Linked DNA regions of Zea mays: all the other regions are linked to region 1. Evidence: chromatin contacts called from public Hi-C data. All regions are on one chromosome and are shown on one strand. Each heading gives the region's core, a stretch centred on a gene start, on an enhancer-like site or on the middle of the called end of the contact. The rest is flanking DNA. Distances are from core to core; before and after follow the strand shown.

What was found. Hi-C and Micro-C count contacts between places; a contact is called where the count stands out from the background.
Region 2: a contact with region 1 is called in a Hi-C map of ear, with 2.8 times the contacts expected there. The contact joins the promoter of LOC103635396 here to the promoter of LOC103635383 in region 1. A contact is called at or near these places in 2 of 25 Hi-C or Micro-C datasets (ear and tassel).
Region 3: a Hi-C map of endosperm shows a contact between it and region 1, with 3 times the contacts expected there. The contact joins the promoter of LOC100280182 here to the promoter of LOC103635383 in region 1. A contact is called at or near these places in 5 of 25 Hi-C or Micro-C datasets (ear, endosperm, leaf and 2 more) and 1 of 3 datasets of contacts at active chromatin or transcription factors (leaf).

The regions. Positions count from the first base shown.
Region 1 is chr8:75,654,318-75,657,334 of Zm-B73-REFERENCE-NAM-5.0, reverse strand. It overlaps LOC103635383, which reads right to left and starts at 1,469. Exons shown (of 3, transcript XM_008657848.4): 1 at 1-1,469. The coding sequence starts at 1,281.
Region 2 is chr8:76,028,635-76,031,651 of Zm-B73-REFERENCE-NAM-5.0, reverse strand. It overlaps LOC103635396 (PLASMODESMATA CALLOSE-BINDING PROTEIN 2), which reads left to right and starts at 1,479. Exons shown (of 4, transcript XM_008657849.3): 1 at 1,479-1,769; 2 at 2,018-2,431; 3 at 2,509-2,539; 4 at 2,621-3,017. The coding sequence starts at 1,706. The coding sequence ends at 2,888.
Region 3 is chr8:75,926,445-75,929,461 of Zm-B73-REFERENCE-NAM-5.0, reverse strand. It overlaps LOC100280182 (Putative DUF1296 domain containing family protein), which reads right to left and starts at 1,500. Exons shown (of 10, transcript NM_001153114.1): 1 at 1,118-1,500. The coding sequence starts at 1,322.

The DNA.
Region 1 (3,017 bases), core at 220-2,719:
CATGTTAACAAGCGCACTCCTGACCATTGCATGGTGTTCAAGCCCAGCAGCAACAGCGAGTGCATGCAGCTGGCGTCCAGTATCCAGCGACGCAGCACTTGCACACACACTGAAGAGACTGGCAAGAGTAAACTCATTCGGCCGAGGGCAGCTACTGTGATGCCGCATTTCTGAGAACAAGGCAAAAGACTCCTCGGCGAGGCCTTCTTGTGTGTATCCTGATATAATTGTGCTCCAGGAGACAACATCCTTGACGACACTCTCCCGGAAGATAGCATCAGCAGCTGAAAGATGGCCACGGCGGGAATAGAGTTTGACAAGGGAATTGGCCACAGAGCGGGCATGAGATAGCCCTCTCCGTGCAGCTTGTGCATGTAACTGCTCTCCAAGATATGCACGATCCATATTTGGACACGCGGCAATTACGGCAGAGAACGTATACTCATTTGGTGAAGCAGAATTTGACGACTCATCGCGAAGCATTCTCACAAACGCCTCGATGGCTTCCTCCGTGCGGCCGGTCTGGACGTAGGATGCGATCAGCGTTGTGCACACGGCAACGTCGTGCGAGCCCATGCGGCCGACCGCGGCCAGCGCGCGGTCGACATCGCCGCACCGCGCGTACAGCGCCGCGAGCGCGTTGGCGACGAAGGGCACGGCGTCGAGGCCGAGCTTGGCGCAGAGCGCGTGCACCTCGCGGCCGCGTGGCAGCAGCCCCGCGTCGGCGCACGCCGTGAGAGCCGCCGAGCAGGCGTGGGAGTCGCAGGCCACGCCGGAGGCCCGCATCTCGGCGAAGCGGCGGAGCGCGTCGTGCCGCCGGCCAGCACGCGCCAGCGAGGCGACGAGCGTGGTCCACGAGACCACGTTCCTGCTGGGCATTTCGTCGAGCACCTGCAGCGCCAGGTCGAGGCGGCCGGCCTTGGCGTAGGCGTCCGCGAGCGCCGTGGAGACGAACACGGACGGCAGGGAGGAGGAGCGGACGGCGAACGCGTGCAGAGCGGCCGCCGCGGCGGCGTGAGGGAGGGGGAGGAGCCCTGCGCTGGCGGCAGCGGAAGCGCACGCCTTGAGGACGGGGCTGAGGATGAACGGATCCGCGGCGTCGTGTGGCTGGGAGGAGGAGGCGCGGAAGCGGGAGAAGAGCGCCATAGCGCCCGGGAAGTCAGCTGCCGCGGCATAGCCCGAGAGAAGAGTCGCGTAGGCGACCTCGTCGCGGCGCGGCATCGCGTCGAATAGGCTCCTCGCGTCGGCGAGCTGGCCCGTCCGGACCAAGTGCCTCAGCATGGATCCTGGACTCGCGGTGACTTTTTCTCCTCTCGACGCTGACGCTGTTTCGCACACCGGCGGCCTTCCGCCGGACTCCTTGGCTCGAGCTAGGGATGAAAACGGTACCGAAAAATCCCATCCTGTACCGTCCCGTTCTGACTACCGGTTTTTTCGGATCGTTTTCGTATATTTCGGGTTTCGGTTTCCGGACGAAAACGGTTAGATTGTCTTCGATAACGGTATCGAAAACGAGCAGACTGTTTTTTTTTTCGTTTTTGCGGTTACCGTTTTGATTCGAAAAAATCCCGTTTTTTTCATACCGTTTAGGCTATTCGGTTCTGGACCTTTTAGTTCTTGTCTTCCACTCTTCTAGGCTTCCAGCGATCAGATTCCGGCCCAAGGCCCAAGTTGAACGCACAAAACCTGCGTGCTGCCTGCTAAGCCGCAAGGCCCAAGTTGCCCCTGCCCAGCTGCTGCGTGCTGCCTGCTAAGCCACAGCCGCCTCGCCCTCTCGGACCTCGGTTGACGACGAGACGACAGTCCCTCTCGCGGTTGTCTCCTAGCTCTAGCTGGCTGGCTTGCAATTGTCTCCGGTTCCACTTCCACCACACGGCTAGCACCTCTGCTCCTGCGTCCTGGCTTGCAAGTACTAGCAGACTAGCTGGCAGACTAGCAGTATAGATATAATTTCTCACTCAAATAATGTCCCTGTGTGTTTATGTTTGTTGGTCACTTGTTCTTAAATGCTATGAATTAACAATAAGACAACACAAAATGTTAAACGTTATTGTCCTTCGTCATTCGAAGCATTATTTCCCTTAGAATATAATGATCTTTAGACGAAGGTTTTGAAAGACATGTCTTCATAGATTGTGATATATGTTAATGAAAAGAGAAACATATGAAATATAAGAGACAACATAAACAATCATATAATATTATTAATTCATCATCATCATATTACCATAAAAAGGTAAAAACAATATTGAATTATAAATGTACCTTCGGCTTGAAAGAAGGTAAAAGTACAAGAGTAACACACAAGTGAATACAAATCAGCGTGAACAGTACATGAGTATTGTTCGTCTATTTATAGGCACAGGACGCAGCCTGTGAGAATGTAATTTATGTCCTTTATATTTACTATTGACTTATAGACAAATCTATGAGGACTAGATAGTCTTTTCCCCTTTAAGTCGGTTCCTTTTTCCGCTATTTAGCCGAAGCTCCCTTGCGCGTAGCTTTGAAGCAACTCCAACCTTCGTCACGATCATGCTTTTTACATTGTATATGCTTTTAACCCGAGTCCGAAGGTACCTGTTCATATGTCACACTTGGAAGATATTGTTAAATTACGTTTTTGAGGACCTTCAGAGGACGAATGCCGCCAATAGTAGCCCCTCGCAGTATTAATTTGTTTAAGATAACGAATTGACTGCGACATGGACGAAGGCCTTAAGCCGAAAGGCCGAAAAAACACCTTCCCTTTGCTAGAATAGCAACAGTCAATGACAGACGGGGCCCCCCAATTTGGAGCGTGCTGAGCATATAAATAAGAACTCACACCAGCTATCTTTGATATATTGCTTGTGCCATTTGCTTTACTTCCTCAATTTCATAGCTCTTGCTCACTAACGCTTGCTAGTTTTTCAAGGTTTCTGAGCTTGGATTAAAAAGATGCATTTTCGTCATTTCTGAAGGAGAAATGTCTCAAGACAAGAAGGTTGTTGCTGAGACGAAGCTGACTGAAGAGG
Region 2 (3,017 bases), core at 230-2,729, 370 kb before region 1:
GGCCAATCTAGTATTGGGCCAAGGAGAAAGCACCAGCACCAGCACCAGTTGAGCACACTAGCCTGAATAGCCATTTTTTGCCTCCCTAAATTAGTATCATGATGATGATCTATTTTTTCCAATCAAACGTTAAAACCAGACATCTTACCCACCCTTTTAAATCCCAAAAAGGTTTAAACTATCTTCCTGCTCTAGTTAGAAGAGCTTTTCATGGTTTTTAGTTTAAAAAACCATGCAAAATGTCTCTAAGGCTGAGAAGAAACCCTAAAGATATACAAGGACTATTATGAAGAATCTAAGCAGAATATCTGGACCTCACGAAAATGTCTTATGAGCTTCCAAATTAGATTTTAGCTCTACTAAAATCTGAACAATATCTTAAAAAACCAAAAAAAATCTAATCTAAAATGTTTTTTTCACCTAGTAGTTATCGTGTCAAACCTGTTATCTTTTTTTCTGTCATCTGCCCCACTTGAGGCGGTAAAGCAGTCAGCACAAACCTTTTTCTATTATTAAGACGCAGACGCGGGCCACAAGCATCCATTGTGCAGCTTCAGCCTGGCTGGGCGCCTACATGTCTTGCTGCTGTTATTAGTGTTGCAATTAGCAGCAATCCCTAGAACAGCAGGGAGGAGGATACGGCGGCTTTTGTTTAGTTAATTTATGTTTGTCTGCCTCTAGAGTCTGTACGAGGACCGGGATTTTCAAACTCTCCGTTCTGTGTCCGGTCCTGCTTGATCGCCTAGTTTTTTTAAATGGCTTTTGAAAACTGTTTATGATTCAAACGTGTCTAAATTTGCCAGTTTACGCCTGCAGAGTCTAAATTTCAGTTCTCCGATAGCTTCCCGGCCTTTACGCCTGCAGCCTAGTGCAACGCCGCATCTGCTGCTCGCCCACCCACCCAACCCAACGGATGCTCCGGCTTCAGAGTGGTGTCCACGTTCCTTCTCCTTCTCAACTTCTACTACTAGTAGACTACTAGGCGGCGCAAGAACAAGCCATTAACATGCATGCTAGGTCCAACAGAAAGAATCCTTGTCATTATCTAAGGTAATATTTGCAATCAGACCGACCGACCGACCTACAGGCTACAACTGTAGGCTGTAGCAGCTTATTCCCTACTAATGATCTTCGAAAGGTTATATCTGAAATCGCAAAGAAGAATTAAGAGCATGAACATAGACAGGCCGGTCAGAATAGAATTAATCAACGCTAAACCAAAAAAATGGCCAACATGCATGTCTACCACAAAATCAAACGGAACCGGTAACAAGGGATGCCATTAGAAAGCACATCTCCTCCATCCATCCAGACCAGCCCGGCCGGTGCATGGATCGACAGGTAAAAGAAGGTGAGCTCGACGTCTGTCTGTCTGAAAGAGGGCATCACATTCCACTCCATCCCACACGAATCTGGAACGGAGGAAAAGTAAAAAGGAAATGGCCGCTCTAATCCGGCTGCACTCAACGGGAATCCGCTTCTCATCATGGCGGCTAACAAGCCATCATGAAGACGAACCCCCCCACATCGCATCACAGACTTTCTTTTCTCTTGTTTTTTCCTTTTTACTTTCCCACTCCTCTCGCTGAATGACTAGCGTTCAGTGTCAACCGCCGCCTCCTGTCCTGACCACCAGGCACCCTGCACTGCACGCCCAAGTTTCCTCTTGTTCCCCTGCCCAGACTGCACGCCTCCTGTCCTGACCATGCCTCTGAGGCCAGTTCATGGCTTTGCGTCTCTTCTTGTCATCTTCGCCTGCCACTGCCATGGTGAGTTACTGTACCTACTCTGCTGTCTTTGCCTGCTAGTTTCGTTTCGTCGCTTTGTTCAGCTGTTGAAGCTGACGAGCAGAGAGTGAGAGTGTGTCATGTCAGTACCCAGTAGGTCGCAGCAACAGACAAAAATCTGCTTTCGTTCGTACTGCTTACTAATCTGCAGCGTCCAGATACTGGAGAGCTTTCGTTCATCCAGGCGCTGCTGAACTGAAAGATGATGGTCTGCTTCACGCTGTCTGCAGGGGGAGGAAGCGAGCAGGGAGCGGACGTGGCGGCAGAGCGGCTGGAGCGCGACGTGACGTCGCCCCTGGCCACGGTCCCGGTGGTGGACCCGACGGCGGCGGCGGCGGCGACGACGACGCAGTCGCCGGCCACCGGCGGGAGCTGGTGCGTGGCGAGCCCCAGCGCGAGCGCGACGGCGCTGCGGGTGGCGCTGGACTACGCGTGCGGGCAGGGCGGCGCGGACTGCTCCGCGATCCAGCAGGGCGGGAGCTGCTTCAGCCCGGACACCGTCCGCGACCACGCGTCCTACGCCTTCAACAGCTACTACCAGAAGAACCCCGTGCAGACCAGCTGCGACTTTGGCGGCACCGCCGCCCTCACCACCGCAGACCCAAGTAAGCTCTCCTCCACACGTCGAGGTCGAGACCATCAAGGCAAGCTCTTTCTTGTTCTGCGATCTGCATGTATAGATAGATGTTCACTCATTCGTTTCCAATAACTGCATGCGCAGGCACTTCGACGTGCCAGTATCCATCAACGAGGTAAACTCTACCAGCTCAAGCTAAAAGGATCAAGAAATACAGGAAACATACTGATCTCTGCTGTTTCTGGTGAACTGACAGCACCGGCGCTTCGGTCCTGAACACGTCGACTCCGCTGACGCCAACGAACGGGTCTCCGCCCGGCCCCGGGTACGGGAGCTCTCCGCCGGCCGGATACGCCAACTCTCCTCCGCTGTACGGGAACATGTCGCCGCCGGACTACGGCGACAACATCAGCGCCGCAGCGAGGGCGCTGCCCGGCCGCAAGACGACGGCGACGGCGGCCGTCGCGTCGCTGGCGACGACGTGCCTACTGACCGCGGCACTGTCACTGACGGTGAGCGGCTGAACCTGCACACGCACGCAACAATAGCTCCAAGCCGCCGCCGCCGCACGTTCAGGTGCCGACCGTGATGTCCTGGAAGGCCATGAAGGTGGAGACGAGACAAACATGTGCCGGTGCAGCAGAGACTACAGA
Region 3 (3,017 bases), core at 251-2,750, 270 kb before region 1:
GCCACCCTTTGGCTGGGCCGTTGCAGCGTGGGCAGTTGATCGGCCCGTTGGTGATGGGGGGCCAGGGTTCGAGGGTTTTCTCGGCCGGGGCCATGTTTCGGTCTCTTCTTAATATAATACCGGAAGGGCGGTCTTTCTCTCCCGGACGAGTTTTTTAAGAAAATAGATAATGTGTCTATGCCAAGTTATAAACAGAGCAAACCCAGTAACAAGAAAATGGTAAGCAATACATGAGTGAGCTTAAACACGTCCTAAACTCCTAATGCTGAAGACAAAGGCATGTTTATGCTAGGCGCAACAGTTTCAGTCTATATGATATTCAATCCAACATATGGACCAGGTATCATGATCCTGCAACACAGCTGAATTACAATGGAATAGTAATCAGGACTTATGTAGGGAAATGACCCCCCCCCCCCCCCCCCCTCTTCATCTCTATTATTACACCATATGGGTGGCACAATCTGTTGCAAAAAACACATCCGTAAATGCACAAAAAAAGTTGCTCGTTGAGAAAAAAGTGTTCTCTCATCTCTATCTCTTCTCTACTATATTTAAGTGTGAATTTTTCACGCATCGTCCCCCATGGAAGAGGTTTGAACCCTGCACTTCTTGATGCAAGGCAAGAAACTTTAACCACTTCAGCTCACAACTGTTTTGTGCTATACAAATGAGAGATATAGTAAACATATAGGTATACTAATAAATTGAAAATAAAAAACATAATCAGGTTTGAATAAATATCTCATTTGAACAAAGTCTACCGTAGCAATATACGGGCAACTAACTAGTCTGAATTAAAAAGTTTAAAACTACCCACCATGCTTCACAGCCACGTTGAACCTAAAACTGGCAAGCAAATACAAGTCACAACGTACAGCATCCGCAGAACCAGACCGGATTGGCAAGCAATTCAACAGCAACCGTCCAAAATGGGGGTTACGACTTATACGACACAGACCGCGCATATCAGCGCGGCGCCAAATCACCGTGCTAAGGTGGGGAAAATCAAACCCTAACGGGCATCGCACGACAACGTCCACACTAAACAGTTGGAGCCCGCGAGGACAGAGCTAGAGCGAGGAGAGAGAGACAGGCAGCGTGTATATACCCTTACCCTGGGAGATGAGCCTCTCTACGGCTATGTCGGGGTCCATGCCGCAGTCGCAGAGGGTGGCGTAGATCTCGCCCTCCGAGCGGTCGGCCAGGATCCCCTTGAGGCTCTGCACCATCTTCCTGGAAGCAGCCGGGACCGCCGCCGCATCCGCATCCGCCCCGTCCGACGCCGCATAGGAAGGCTGCCTCCCGCCGCCGCCCCTCATGGCGCTCCCGCTCCCGCCGCAGCAGCCACCACAGGCGCCTCAGCCGGCTCCTCCTCCTCCTCCTCGAACCGGGGCGGCGACGAGCTGCGGTCGCGTCGCCGCTGCGCGCGGTGTGCGGAGCAGCAAAACCCTCGTCGCCGCCGCCTCGCTCCCCACACCCCACGCACCGCGTATTGCCTCTCAGCGGCTCAGCCACGCACGCACCGAGAGCGAGAGGGCCGGCCTCGTGTACGAGGCACGAGCTCAGCTAATAATAAACGGCCGGGAACGGGAGATGCGGTTTCCTGTCCTGCGCTGCAAAAAGAAAGAGAGTTGAAGAGCACCCTGCTCTTCCGTCTGTCATATGGGTTGCGTTGCGCGAGCTGGCGGCTTGGTGCATCCGGGCAGTTGTCTAGCTAACATGTGGTTTATATTAAAAAGATGTTTGGTTACTTTATACAAATACTTGCTTCCTGAGCTTGTGTGTTTGGTTTGGCTTTTTAACTTTGGTTTTTGCCCTCTAAAAACCAAAAGTCAAACCAAAGGGTCGGATTCAGAATGCAGCTTAATCTAAAAGCTGACTTTCTCGCAATTCAAAACTTAAAGCACCACTAGATCTACTTTTAGTGGCTTTCCGATGTAACTGTAAAAACATATATCGAAGAACTTTTAACGGCTTTTAGTGGTTTTCACCAAACGGTTTTTAGCTTTCTAACAGCTCACACCCGCAACAGCCTTTTTCACAGCTCACAGCCCACAACAGCTTTTTTCAAAGCCACAGCTCAACCAAACAGACCCTTAGTTGTTGCTCCTGCTCTGAGCGCGCTCGCAGTAGCCTAGCCCCGAGAAAATGGACGTGGGTTTCGTTTATCTGGAGTCAGGTCATAGTCATATGTTATACAGTAGATCAGTATAGGACACCAAAAGTATGGATTTGCATATGCTTAGCCTGGATAATTGGTTCTGTATCCAACCAATCAGTCCCTTAATATACATACTACCACAATATTTGTGCATTACGACGGTGCATGATTATATGAATTGTCGAAGTTATGAACCTGTAAATCAAATACTAAGGGTTTGTTTGTGGAATTATATTTTGACTTGATTAAATAATCTAAAAATTTGAACTAAGTGTTATTTAGAAATGTTAGAGTATATGATCCAGTCAGATTATAATCTCAAACAAACACTCCCTAAGCAAACTAGTTAGTTCAAAAGATTGTGATGGTCATCAAGCACCAAAATTAATATAGAAAATGGTTAAACTCTGTTTCCCTTTCAATTTTGCATGTGATGACACATTTATGCTTTAAAATAGTCGCTATATCTGTCTTAATCTATATATGGTTGAATAGTTTGAGATAAAATTTATATTAATTTTTACTTCGATCTACTTCGCAAGAATTAACATAAATACATATGCATCAAAACGAGTTCTTAACTAAGAGCTAGTTTTGCACTGTTATAGTGTTATGTATTTTTCTACCACCAAAAGGGAGATCAGGTGGATTGTTGTTAGGATGTAGGGATGCCTCGTTAGAGCTATCTGTAATTGTAGAAGGGATTATGGACTAGCTCAAGATGATCACAAAGATGCATTCTTGACTGAACTAGTGAGAGCATGCAAGCAGAACTCTCTATCAACTTTGATAGGTGAGGACTTTAATATTCTTAGAACCAGCTGTAACATCCAAAATCTTATTTTGGATTTAT